3 separate regions of the Sus scrofa genome follow, and regions 2 and 3 are each linked to region 1. The links are chromatin contacts, called in public Hi-C maps. All regions are on one chromosome and are shown on one strand. The core of a region is the stretch at or near the end of the contact, and the rest is flanking DNA. Distances in the headings are between cores, read along the strand shown. Region 1 has its middle 48 kb from the start of AGO2. Region 2 overlaps TRAPPC9 (trafficking protein particle complex subunit 9). Region 3 holds the start of TRAPPC9 (trafficking protein particle complex subunit 9).

The links. Hi-C and Micro-C count contacts between places; a contact is called where the count stands out from the background.
Region 2: a contact with region 1 is called in a Hi-C map of fetal liver, with 1.5 times the contacts expected there. The contact joins two enhancer-like sites. A contact is called at or near these places in 2 of 47 Hi-C or Micro-C datasets (fetal liver and liver).
Region 3: a Hi-C map of liver shows a contact between it and region 1, with 9 times the contacts expected there. The contact joins the promoter of TRAPPC9 here to the enhancer-like site in region 1. A contact is called at or near these places in 5 of 5 promoter capture datasets (fetal liver, fetal skeletal muscle, liver and 1 more), 32 of 47 Hi-C or Micro-C datasets (adipose tissue, alveolar macrophages, blood and 16 more) and 2 of 2 datasets of contacts at active chromatin or transcription factors (alveolar macrophages and skeletal muscle).

What each region holds. Positions count from the first base shown.
Region 1 is chr4:2,917,515-2,921,036 of Sscrofa11.1, forward strand. No RefSeq gene overlaps it. Among named protein-coding and RNA genes, the nearest start is that of AGO2, 48 kb to the right of the region's middle. Within about 2 kb of position 1,952, at least 59 of the 83 cell types and tissues checked have an H3K27ac peak or open chromatin away from gene starts, as enhancers often do. A contact at or near this core is called in adipose tissue, alveolar macrophages, embryonic fibroblasts and 10 more, where this site is marked.
Region 2 is chr4:3,146,416-3,149,937 of Sscrofa11.1, forward strand. The region is part of intron 9 of TRAPPC9 (trafficking protein particle complex subunit 9); the gene reads left to right. Among named protein-coding and RNA genes, the nearest start is that of TRAPPC9, 83 kb to the left of the region's middle. Within about 2 kb of position 1,891, at least 4 of the 83 cell types and tissues checked have an H3K27ac peak or open chromatin away from gene starts, as enhancers often do. A contact at or near this core is called in fetal liver, where this site is marked.
Region 3 is chr4:3,063,658-3,067,179 of Sscrofa11.1, forward strand. It overlaps TRAPPC9 (trafficking protein particle complex subunit 9), which reads left to right and starts at 1,597. Exons shown (of 24, transcript XM_021088861.1): 1 at 1,597-1,714.

The sequences.
Region 1 (3,522 bases), core at 702-3,201:
GACCTACACCACATCTCACGGCAATGCCGGATCCTTAACCCACTGAGTGAGGCCAGGGATCGAACTCACAACCTCATGGTTCCTAGTCGGATTCGTTTCTGCTGTGCCACAAGGGGAACTCCATGATTTTAAAATGTCTTTATGGAGCTCCCCTTGTGGCTCAGCAGTTAATGAACCCGACCAGGATCCATGAGGATGTGGGTTTGATCCTTGCCTCCATCAGCGGGTTAGGGCTCTGGCGATGCAATGAGCTGTGGTGTAGGCCTCAGACTCTGAGCGATCCGGCACTGCTGTGGCTGTGATGCAGGCCGGCACCTGTAGCTCTGATTCGACCCCTAGCTCAGGAACCTCCCTATGCCACAGGTGTGGCCCTAAAAAAAAAAAAAAAAAAAAAAAAAAAAGTCTTTGTGGTGAAAGACAGCAAAGCATATAAAAGCGTATAAAAATAAGCGTGCAACTTGAGAGACTATGGCAGAATAAACGGCGCCGTTGTGGGAAGGAGTGCGTGCACCCACCCAAAGCCCCAGGCCCACCTTCCTCAGCCTTCCTCTGTGCAACGATACATCCCTAAGCGATGCAGTTTATAAAATGCAGCCGTGCCTTATTGGCTCTGTTGTGAAGATCCATCCACGTTGTTGCCGGTGGCTGAAGGCTGTTCATTTGCACCCCTGGACCCCACTTTATACAAGTACCTATTGCTCTCACCACCTATTCTAAAGCTGGTGAACAGCTGGGTGGCACCCAGTCCTCTGCCCCTGTGCATTTTTTTCCTTTTTCCGCTGCCCAGGCATGCACCGACGCCACAGCTGCAGCACTTAACTCACCGCGCCTGGGCCGGGGACGGAACTGGCGCCTCCGCAGAGACAAGCCGGATGTTAACGCACCGCCTCTCCGTGCGAGCTCCCTGACAAGCATTCCTACCTGGGCTTCCGGGGCTCCCAAACACACATTTCAGCCAAGTAGCTGCCGAAGGTCTTGTGCCGTTCGCTTCTACCAGACAAATGTCTTTTTAGCAGATTTCCCAGACATTTTCCCCCAAGTGGTTGTGCTGACTCCCATTCCCACAGCAATACTCTTCAGAAAGTGCAGATGTGAACCTAAGGCGCCTTTGAAGGTGACGTAGATGATTCTGGCAAAGCAGGGGCTGGCAGACACAGGGCATTGTACAGCAAATGAAGGATTTGGGGCCATATGCAGACTGAAATGGGGAGAGGGAAGGGTCCGAGCAAGCGAAGCGGGCAGCGCCAGGTCTGTGTTCACACAGCATGACTGTGCAGTGGAGGGGCCATCCAGGCCTCCAGGACAGTGCAGGTGGTGGGCAGAGGATTAAGAAGGATGGAAGGGCATCTGGGAGGGTGACGCCATGGGACCCACTCGCATTCGTATCAGTGCTGCTGAAGATCGACGTCCTTTTAGGTTCCTCTCTGGAGGACAGGGTGGTCCCCCTGCATTTATTTAGGGATGTCACTGAGGACTGCGCAGAGGAGCGAAAACCTATTGGCTGCTTGAGGCACCGCTCCCGTTCATCTTTGGCCCACGGTGGGCCTGAGGAACACAGAGTTAGCAGCATCCAGTGTGCGGATAATTCGTGCTTGCAGGATGAAGGAATGAGTAGGCAAATATGTTAAAAAGATGACGAGCAATTTTGGATTGTATTTCACCTTCCGGCTTCTAATCACCCACCAGTTAGGGGAGACGGGTGACCTGCGTCTGGCTCCCCGGAAAAGCCTCCAAAAACAGCTGGACCTCCCGGGACTCGATGGATGGAGTAGTGGGCTAGGGGAGAACGTTCCCACACAAGAGGGGCAGCAAGCAACTGCGGAGGCCCCGAGAGCTGGAAGGGGCGGTTTTAGTTTGATGTCATCATCGACAGCGGCTCCGACTGACCCCGAATTTCAACGGTTTAGTTCTTTACGTGGATGATCTGGGTTCTCGGCCGGGAGGTGGCGGTGTGGTAGTGTGCGAGGGCCGGGGCGCGTTCAAGTTCAAGCTCCAGGGCCGGAGGAAGCTTCGCGACATTCATGTTGCGGGAATAACTTAAAAACAGCCTGGCTGAGATGCCCGGGCGCCGGGATGCGGACACCACCACGTCCACACGGTACCCAGGCGCGTCCTGCCGGGCGGGGGCCAAGGGTGGGGAAGGGGCCCGCCCGCCCGCAGCCGGAACGGGCTCCCCGCGCGCGCCGGAGGCGGCGGGCAAACAAGGGGTGTGTTTTCTTTTCTTTCTTCCCGGTCTCCGGTGGCAGCGCCGCGCGGGCCCGCTCCGCCCAGTCGGAGGAGACGTCGCTCTCCTGAGTGGCTGCGCGGCGCCCCCCCCCGCCCGCCCGCCCCGCGCCCGCCCCGCCCCGCGGCGGGGCCTCGCTCCGCCCGGGCCCCCGCCGCCCGCGTCCGCGTCCCGGCTCCCCCGCCCGCCCCCGCCGGCCCGCCCCGCCCCCGCCGCCTCCCCGCCGCGGCCGCGCGGCCCCGCCCCGCCTCCCCCGCCCGCCTCCCTCGCCCCTCCCCCCTGCCCGCCGCCTCCGCCTCCGTCCGCCGCCCCCGCCCGCCGCCCCGGCCGCGTCGGGTAAACCTGTTTGGCGAGGCGGCCGCGCCGGGGCGGATCGTGCGGCCGGCGGCTCCCTCGCGGCTCGCGGCGTCGGGGCCCGTGGCGCGCGCGCGGCCGCCCCTCGGCCCCGGAGCCCCTCGGCGGCGCCACCATGTACTCGGGAGCCGGCCCCGGTGAGTCCTCGCGCTCGGGGCGCCGGCCCGGCCGCTCGCGCGCTCCTCCCCTCGGCGCCGGCGGCCGTTGGCTGGCCGGGCGCGAGCGCGGCGCGCGCGGCGGGCGGGAGGCCGGGGGACCGGGGCCTGGGGGCGCGGCGGCGGCGGCGGCGGCGGCGGCGGCGGGGCTGGCGGGGTCGGAGGGCCCCGGCCGCTGGCCGTGGCCTCGGCCCCGCGGCGGACGCGCAGCCCCGGCCTCCTCGGGCCCGAGTCGTCGGGGCGCCCCGCGCGGCCTGGGCCCTCCCCGCGGCCCGGCGGCCCGGGACCCGGCTGGCAGGGGACTGGGCCGGGCGGCCGGCGTGTAGGCCCGAGGCCCGGGCGCCCGCCTGGCCCGGCCGCGGCCCCGGCCTCCCGCGCCAGGCGTCTGGGCCCCGGCGGGGCCGCGGCCGGGGCCGGGCTCTCAGCGCCCGAGGGCCTGGAGGCCCCGGCCGGGGGCGCCGGGCTCGGGGTGCGGGCGGCGCGGGGAGGCGAGCGGCGGGGAGGCGCAGCCCGAAGCGGGGCCAGCCTGGTGCGCGCGCAGTTTCGTTTTTCTTTCTGCCAGCACTTCTGCGGCCCCTTCTCCAAGGGAAAGTCTGGAGAGGCTGCATTTGGGCCAGTTCTGCTTGGTAGTTAGGGCCGTAGAGCGGGAGGGATGGGAAGCGGCACCCTAAAACCCCCAAGCTGCGTGCGTCTCATTTTCATTCCAGACACGCGGGCTCCTTATTCAAGTGCTAATTGCCTTTTACAGTTTACTAGGGGAAGGTGAGGGGAGGGTTGGTTTCCTTAGCA
Region 2 (3,522 bases), core at 641-3,140, 230 kb after region 1:
CTGTCTGTCCTCATCCGTCTGTGACCTGGGGCGGCGTGCAGGGCTCCGTCAGTGTTCACTCGCTGTCCAGCTGGAACGTCCTTTAACTTCTTTCCATTTCATGCTCCCTGTTTGTGCCCTAGGCACAGGAGACCCGCCTCCAGCTTCCATGTGGGGAACTCAAGCAGCTGATAGATCTCCCTCCGCCCCTGCCCCCCCAGCTCCTGAATCACTCAGCTGGATGTGGATTTGGTCATTTGGTTCTAATAAGGCTTAACCCTCGGGGGAAATACATTTCGAAGGGAAATACATTTCGAAAGAAAATAATGCTTAGCTAGTGGTTAACTCAGGATGTCCACTGCCACTTCCAGGGCGCCCCTCTGGACCCAGGGCCCAGGAGCCTGCATTTTGCAAGGACCCCTGGGAGGCCCGTGCAGGAGGTGGGCTCCGTGGGCTGGGAGGCAGGCTCTGATGAGTAGGAGTTGCTGTTAGGGAGTTTTTCACTGAGGTCATTTCTGTGCCTTTGCTTCTTTCTGGAAACCAGCCTCCCTCCTTTCCCGCCATGGCCTCGTTTGCTGGGTGAGGAAGTTAGTGCTCAGAGTCACCGTTGCTGCCCTGGTCGCCCTCCGGGGGGTCTGCATCCTTTACTGCCCCTGCTCCTGGCAGCAGTAGTTCCCACATCAGATTTGTGACTTGTGGCCCAGAGACTTGTCGGTTATTCAGCTACTCGTATGAAGAGTCATGTACAGGTGTGTAGGTTGTGGCACAGTTAGAGCGCTAGTGTCATGTTTTTGTTGGAAAGAAGCTGAGGCTGACATGAGATCTGAGGTTGTTGATGCAAAACTTTGCCCGGGAGGGAGTTGAGGGAGTGGGACCAAGACTGGGCAGCCCCGAATGTGAATGGCTGGGTGGACACAGTGGGCTGACCGGACGTGGAGGGCTGGCCGGCCACACCTTCCCACGTCCCCCACCCCTGTGCTTTTTCACTTGCCATAATTCTAGCCTTTTTGAATACTTCTCTGGGAGTCCTGTTGTTTCTCAGCGGAACAGAACCTGACTAGTATCTATGAGGATGCGGGTTCCATCCCTGGCTCCTCTCAGCGGGTTAAGGATCAGCTCTGCCATAAGCTGTGGTGTAGGTCGAAGACACGGCTTGGATCTGGTGTTGCTGTGGCTGTGGTGTAGCCAGCATCTCCAGCTCTGATTCGACTCCTAACCTGGGAACTTCTATATGCCATACCTGTGGCCCTGAAAGGAAAAAAAAATTACTTTGCTGGCCATCTTTTATAATCCTGGGTTTTAAAATATATGTTCTTCACATTTTTTTTTGAATTTCAGTAAATTGTAAAATGGAATTGAGAATAAAAATGCATCCTTTTACTAGCTTTTGGTATCAGAGAGTATGGGTAAAATAACATGACTGTAATAATTGAAGGTCTCCCATGATTGGACCAAGTCTGAAACATACAAGGTTGGGTTTGAGGTCCTGTGTGTTATGTCTTGTTCTCACCGTGGGGAACACGTGGGCTTAGATTTGAGTTTCTGTTCTTTAGCTTCTTTTTTTCCTTTTTTTGGTCTTTTTGTCTTTTTAGGGCTGTGCTGTGGCACATGGAGGTTCCCAGGCTAGGTAGGGGTCAAATCGGAGCCATACCTGCTGACCGATGTTACAGCCACAGCAACGAGGGATCCGAGCTACATCTGTGATCTACACTGCAGCTCACGGCAACGCCGGATCCTTAATCCACTGGGTGAGGCCAGGGATTGAACCTGCAACCTCATCGTTCCTAGTTGGATTTGTTAACTGCTGAGCCGTGAGGGGAACTCCTGTCCTTTAGCTTCAGAGCTGAGCACGAAGAGTTGCAGCGTGAACCCTGCCCAGAGGTGAAGGGCATGGTTTTTATAAGATGAGGGCAGTGTGCGTTATCTAGCTTCTGGCCTTCCATCCCTTCCCCCCCTTCCCGCCTCGTGTGCGTGCATGCGTGATATCGCTGGGGGTTTTGAGGTTCACCTGGGTGGAGGAGAGGAGAGTCTGGGCCCAGGAGTTGTTATGCTAGAGTCCTGGTGGGAGGCCTCACTAAAGGGCTATAATTTGTTTCCATTGTAAGTTATACAGTCCCTTTTGTTTGTTCAGAAATAGACAGAAGGGGCTGAACCAAACCCAGCAGAAACCAGGGGAAGCCTTTGACTTCCTTAACTTCTGTGTTGAAGAGATAAATACTGTGCAGCGCCGCGTAATAAGCACCTGCTGATAAAATGCATTCTCAGTGGAGAAACCACACAAGGACCACAGCGCTGCGAAGGAGAACTAGCAGTGTGTCAAAATCTCCAGTGTATTAGTGGATTTACTCGTTATGGGAAAAATACTAATTCTCCAACTTTTAGGTGAACCGAAATAGAACTTCCCAAGGCGGGGGTGGAAGGGGCGGTGTATCAAAAAGGGCCTTCTGCAGCTTCTGGAAGAATTCAGTCTCGTGGGGCACCGTGGTCTAAAGGGTGTGTGCTTTTCGGTGGGGTGGGTCGGGGTCGCTGGCCCGCCATCTGATCCACGGAGTGCCATCTGCCAGTCTCTGGGGCAGACTGCCGCTTCTGGCCCGGGGTATGGTGACACATTCTAGGCGTCTCCTTGCCTCCCAAGTCGCCCTTCTCTTCTCAAGTTTGTTGACAGCAGTCTCCGTATGAAGGCCGGACAACTGGAATTGAGGCGTTTTTCCTCCCCGCCTCAGCCCCACAGTGTCTGGCTCCCAGGGGCTGGCTTTGTGCTTGGGAAATCAAATTGCTTGTTTTCTCTGGATTGCACCTCATCAGTGAAAGGAGGGTCAGACCTCCCTGGTTGTGCTGGTGTAAGGACTGCACACGCTGTGTATATACAAAGAGCCTGGCACATAAAACCCGCTCAGTGCATTGTCATTGTTATCATGTATGTTGCCTTGTTACTGACTTCCCGTGTTTCAGCATGTACAGCTCTTAACCTGAAAACGGGCTGCTTTCTGTTTTGATGATGCGTGTGTCTCACTCACGGGGAAGCTGAGTGGCCTTGGATGAGCTGCTGGGGTCCCTGGCCTGGGCCGCCCTGTGTGTGGCGTGGAGCACCCTGCAGAGAGAGGAACATCGGGCTGCCAGCGCTGTGCTACCCACTAGGGTTCTTGGCCTCCCCAAGCAATAGAAACTGACAAGAGGCCAGACAGAAAATTCAGGCAAGGCTTTGCTGGGGCCCCTGCTGCAGCAGGAGGGAGCAAAACCAAGTAGCATTTTCCCTTGCTTGCTGGCCTAGGGAGGGCGAGCTGCTTCCTGTATGGGGGGAGGGTAGGGGTGGGTCTAGGGCTTGGGCTGGAGGGCTGGCCAAGGAGTCTGCCCACACCTTTGGTGTGCTGTGTGCAGGGTGCATTTGTCGCTCCCTGGTGCCAGGGTGCTTTGGCTCCCGGCTCCACAGAAGTGTTGGGGGTGTTTGTCTTTTTGTATCTTGTCCGTAATTTGCCCCAGCGGCGCATGCCTGCAGCTGTTTTGGTCCCTTACTGCTTCTTTGTATTTTGTTGCTTGCGTCTG
Region 3 (3,522 bases), core at 347-2,846, 150 kb after region 1:
TTCAATTTTGCTTTCCAAATTGCTTCTCTTAGCCATTTATAGAGAGAATAAGAACAGAGAAGGACCACGGAATGAGCACAGGCGACAGAGTCAGACAGCCTCCTAAATAGCACCAGCCACTTGCCCAGTGACCTCAGCCAAGGAGCAGCTTCTTTCTGGGTCTCAGCGCTAAGAATAGCTACCTTGCATGGATCTTACACAGACACCCTGAGCTAAACATGGTGCTCTATTCCTGGCACACAGACCTCCATAAAGGGTGGCCTCTCTTAGGGTCTGTTTTCCTTGTTCTATAACTGTCACCCTGCACCCTTAGTGCCATGGAGAAGCCACCTTGGGCAGCTTTTTTGGGGTCCTGGAAGCATTCTCTCTCGGCCTCTGGGAGACTCTGTTGAAAAACCCTTCTTGGCTGTCTGACCTGCTGGAAATCTCCCCCACTTGCTTTGCCCTGAAGATGTGTTCTGTTTCTAACTCATTCCTACTCCTTGGACAAGAATAAAAACTCCAATAGTTTTCCACTGACCCTGGGCGGGGATGAGGGATAGCTTGTTATGATTTTATAAGGAAAGCGTAAATAATAAGTCATAAAACAGCCTGGCCACAGAACAGAGGGTCAATAAATTCTTGCTGGGGTAAAGCAGAAGTGATGGCTCGGTTTTTCCCTGGCTGCTTGTATTTGCTGTACTAAAGGACACCTAAGGTAAAAAATTCAAACAGCGCAGAAATACACAAGGGAGTGGTCTCCTTTATCCGCTGTCCTCTCAGCCCTTCCTGGCGATGCCACTGTTTACAATTCCTTGTGTATTTTTTCAAATATGACATGCACAGTCCAACCTATGTTTGTAAATTCTTTTGTTGTATTTGTTTTAACCTAGAGGGGTTTAAATCCTTTCATGGCTTCTGCCCTTACCTAGCAAGCTAGGCGCTGGAACTAAGGACACTGAGGGGCCTATTCGGAGCCCTTGATGGGACCCTCAGAGTACGGAATGATTTACCCAGGAAGGTTGGGGACAGTCTGCTCCAGGCTTGGGCTCTGACCTTCTACCTCCCGCCCCGCCCGCCCAGGTCTTGCAACCTCGCAGATGAGGCACGCCAAGACTGTGCCTGCCTCAGTTTCCCTGCCTGGAAAAGGGGAACTTGAATCCTCCCCAGAGTAATTCTGAGCATTGATGACAACGCCTGCGGGTGCTTGGGCCCCGGAGCACGTCGAAGCCTGGCTCGGCGTGGGGGCAAGGAGTGTGATCCCCTGGGGATTTTGCAGGGGTGCGGTCTGGAGGGCTCCACCACCTAGGTGAACGTGAGCTGCGTGCCTAGAGGGGTCGGAAAGGGGCGCAGAGGCAGCACTGGCACTTCCTGGGGCGTGAACCGCCCCAGGAGCTGCTCCGCTCCGCTCCTTCCCCGTCTGGGTCCATCCACCCGCCCTCCGCCGCCTTCCTCCCTCCTCCCCTCCTCCCTCGGTCCACCCCGCAGCCTGCTCTTCTCCTCCCTCTTCTCTTCCCCCTTCGCCCCCTCCTCCCTCCCTCCTTCCCCGGTGTCTCTCCCAAAACCCGGAGTGGATCGCCGGGCGGGACGGGCCCGCGCATGCGCAGGGGCGGTGCCGGCTCGGCCGCCAGTCGGAAGCTCCAGCTCCGAGCGCGGGGAGCGGCCGCCGAGGCTGCTCGGCTCCACCGCCCGCCAGGCCGTTGGCTCCTGCTCCCGGCCCGGGGCCTCCGGCTGTGTAAGTGCCAGGATCGGGCAGGGGATCGCGCCGGCAGCGGGAGGGCTGTCCAAGCGACCCGGCGCGCGAGGGCGCGAGTCGGCGTGTGTCCCGCCGAGGGGCTCGCCCCAGCCCGCACCTGCCTGGGCCACCTGCCGTGGCCCCTTTCCCCGCCTGGCGGCCGGGCTGCACCTGCCGCCTGTCGGGCCGCGGCCCCGACTCTCCTCCGGGGGCGGAGGCCGGCCCCTTCCCCGCTTCCGCCCCCGGGTCCCCTCCGGCCGGGCGTCCTCTCCTTGGCCCCCGCCCCCGGCCGGGACCCGTGGCCGGGCTGGGGCTGCTCGGAGCCGGGCTGCCCGCGATCCCGGCGCTGCCCTGCTCTCCCTTTCCTTCCTCGGTCTCTTCTGGATTGAAAGTGCCTCCGATCCCGCTCGGCGGCGTCAGGCGCTGTTTCCCGGGGACAAGATCCCCGAATTGGAAAGTCCGGCTTCTCCGGCCAGGTCTTGGGAACAGAGAGAGCCCGCGCTGTGTTTGCCTTGGTCTCTTCCCTGTATCTGCCCCACGTAAATGCCTTTTAACGCGGGGTTTTCTGCGGTGGGGATGGGGCGCTTGTTGATTTCACATGTTTTGATGGAGGGAGGGGCTATAGTGTTGAAAGCAGGGCTCAGTTTAGTTAAAAATGAGCTGAAGGCATGAGGCTTTGAGGTCCTCCACCCCCCTCCGCGCCAGTTTAAACTTGTGACTGGCGATTTTTAAAAGGTAGTTATAGTGGCTTCCTGGTCCAGCCCGGCTAGTATTTGTTCGCATGAGACAACAGCAGTAGAGGCATATTGGAGACCCAGGAATATTGCAGTCCTAAGGATCTGGCAGGTTTTTAGTTGTTTGTTAAACTGTGAGGCAGGCTAGTAGTATAGAAGGAAAAATAGTTCTCAAGAGATATTTTTTCAAATAAGAGCTTTGAGATAATGTTCACATACCATGAAGTCCACCCATTTAAATCATTCAGTTCCGTGGTTTTGGAATGTTCACAGTCGTGCAACCACTATTCCAGAACCTTTTCATCCCTTCAAAAAGAAATTCCACTCCCATTGGCAGTGTCCCCTCCTGCAGCCGGTGGCAGCCACAAATTTACTTTCTGCATTTGCAGAGTTGGGGCATTTCATGTAAATGAATTCATACACGATGTGGCCTTTTGGGTGTGAAAACTTTCACTGAGCATGCAGTTTTCAAGGTTCATCCGTGTCGTGGCAATGTCTGTATTTTGTGCGTTTTTTTTACTCTTTTGGCTGCAACCTCGGCATGTGGAAGTTCCTGGGCTCTGGATAAAACCTGAGCCACACCCTTAAGGCTGGATCCTTCCCCGCTGCAGTGAGCCAGGGATTAAAGCAGCACCACCACAGCGACAAGCCAGATCTTTGACCTCACTTTCCCACAGCAGGAGCTCCCTTTGTTCCTTTTTTGGCTGAGTAATATTCTATTGCATGGATAGACCATATTTTGTTTATCCCTTTATCAGGTGATGGAGATTCGTGTTGTTTCCACTTTTTGGCTGATAAATAATACTGCAAGGAGCGTTCATGTTACACGTTTTTGTACACATTTTTGTGTGGACATGTGTTTTCACATCTCTGGTATACACCTTGGAGTAGAATTGCTGTTCATATGATAACTCCGTGTTTAACTTTTTGAGGAACTACCAAGTTGAAGAAATGCATTCTTTTTTTTTTTGGCCGTGCTTGCGGCATGTGGAAGTTCCTAGGCCAGGGATCGAACCCCACCCACAGCAGCCACCCAAGCCACTGCAGTGACAGTGTCTGATCCTTAACCGGATG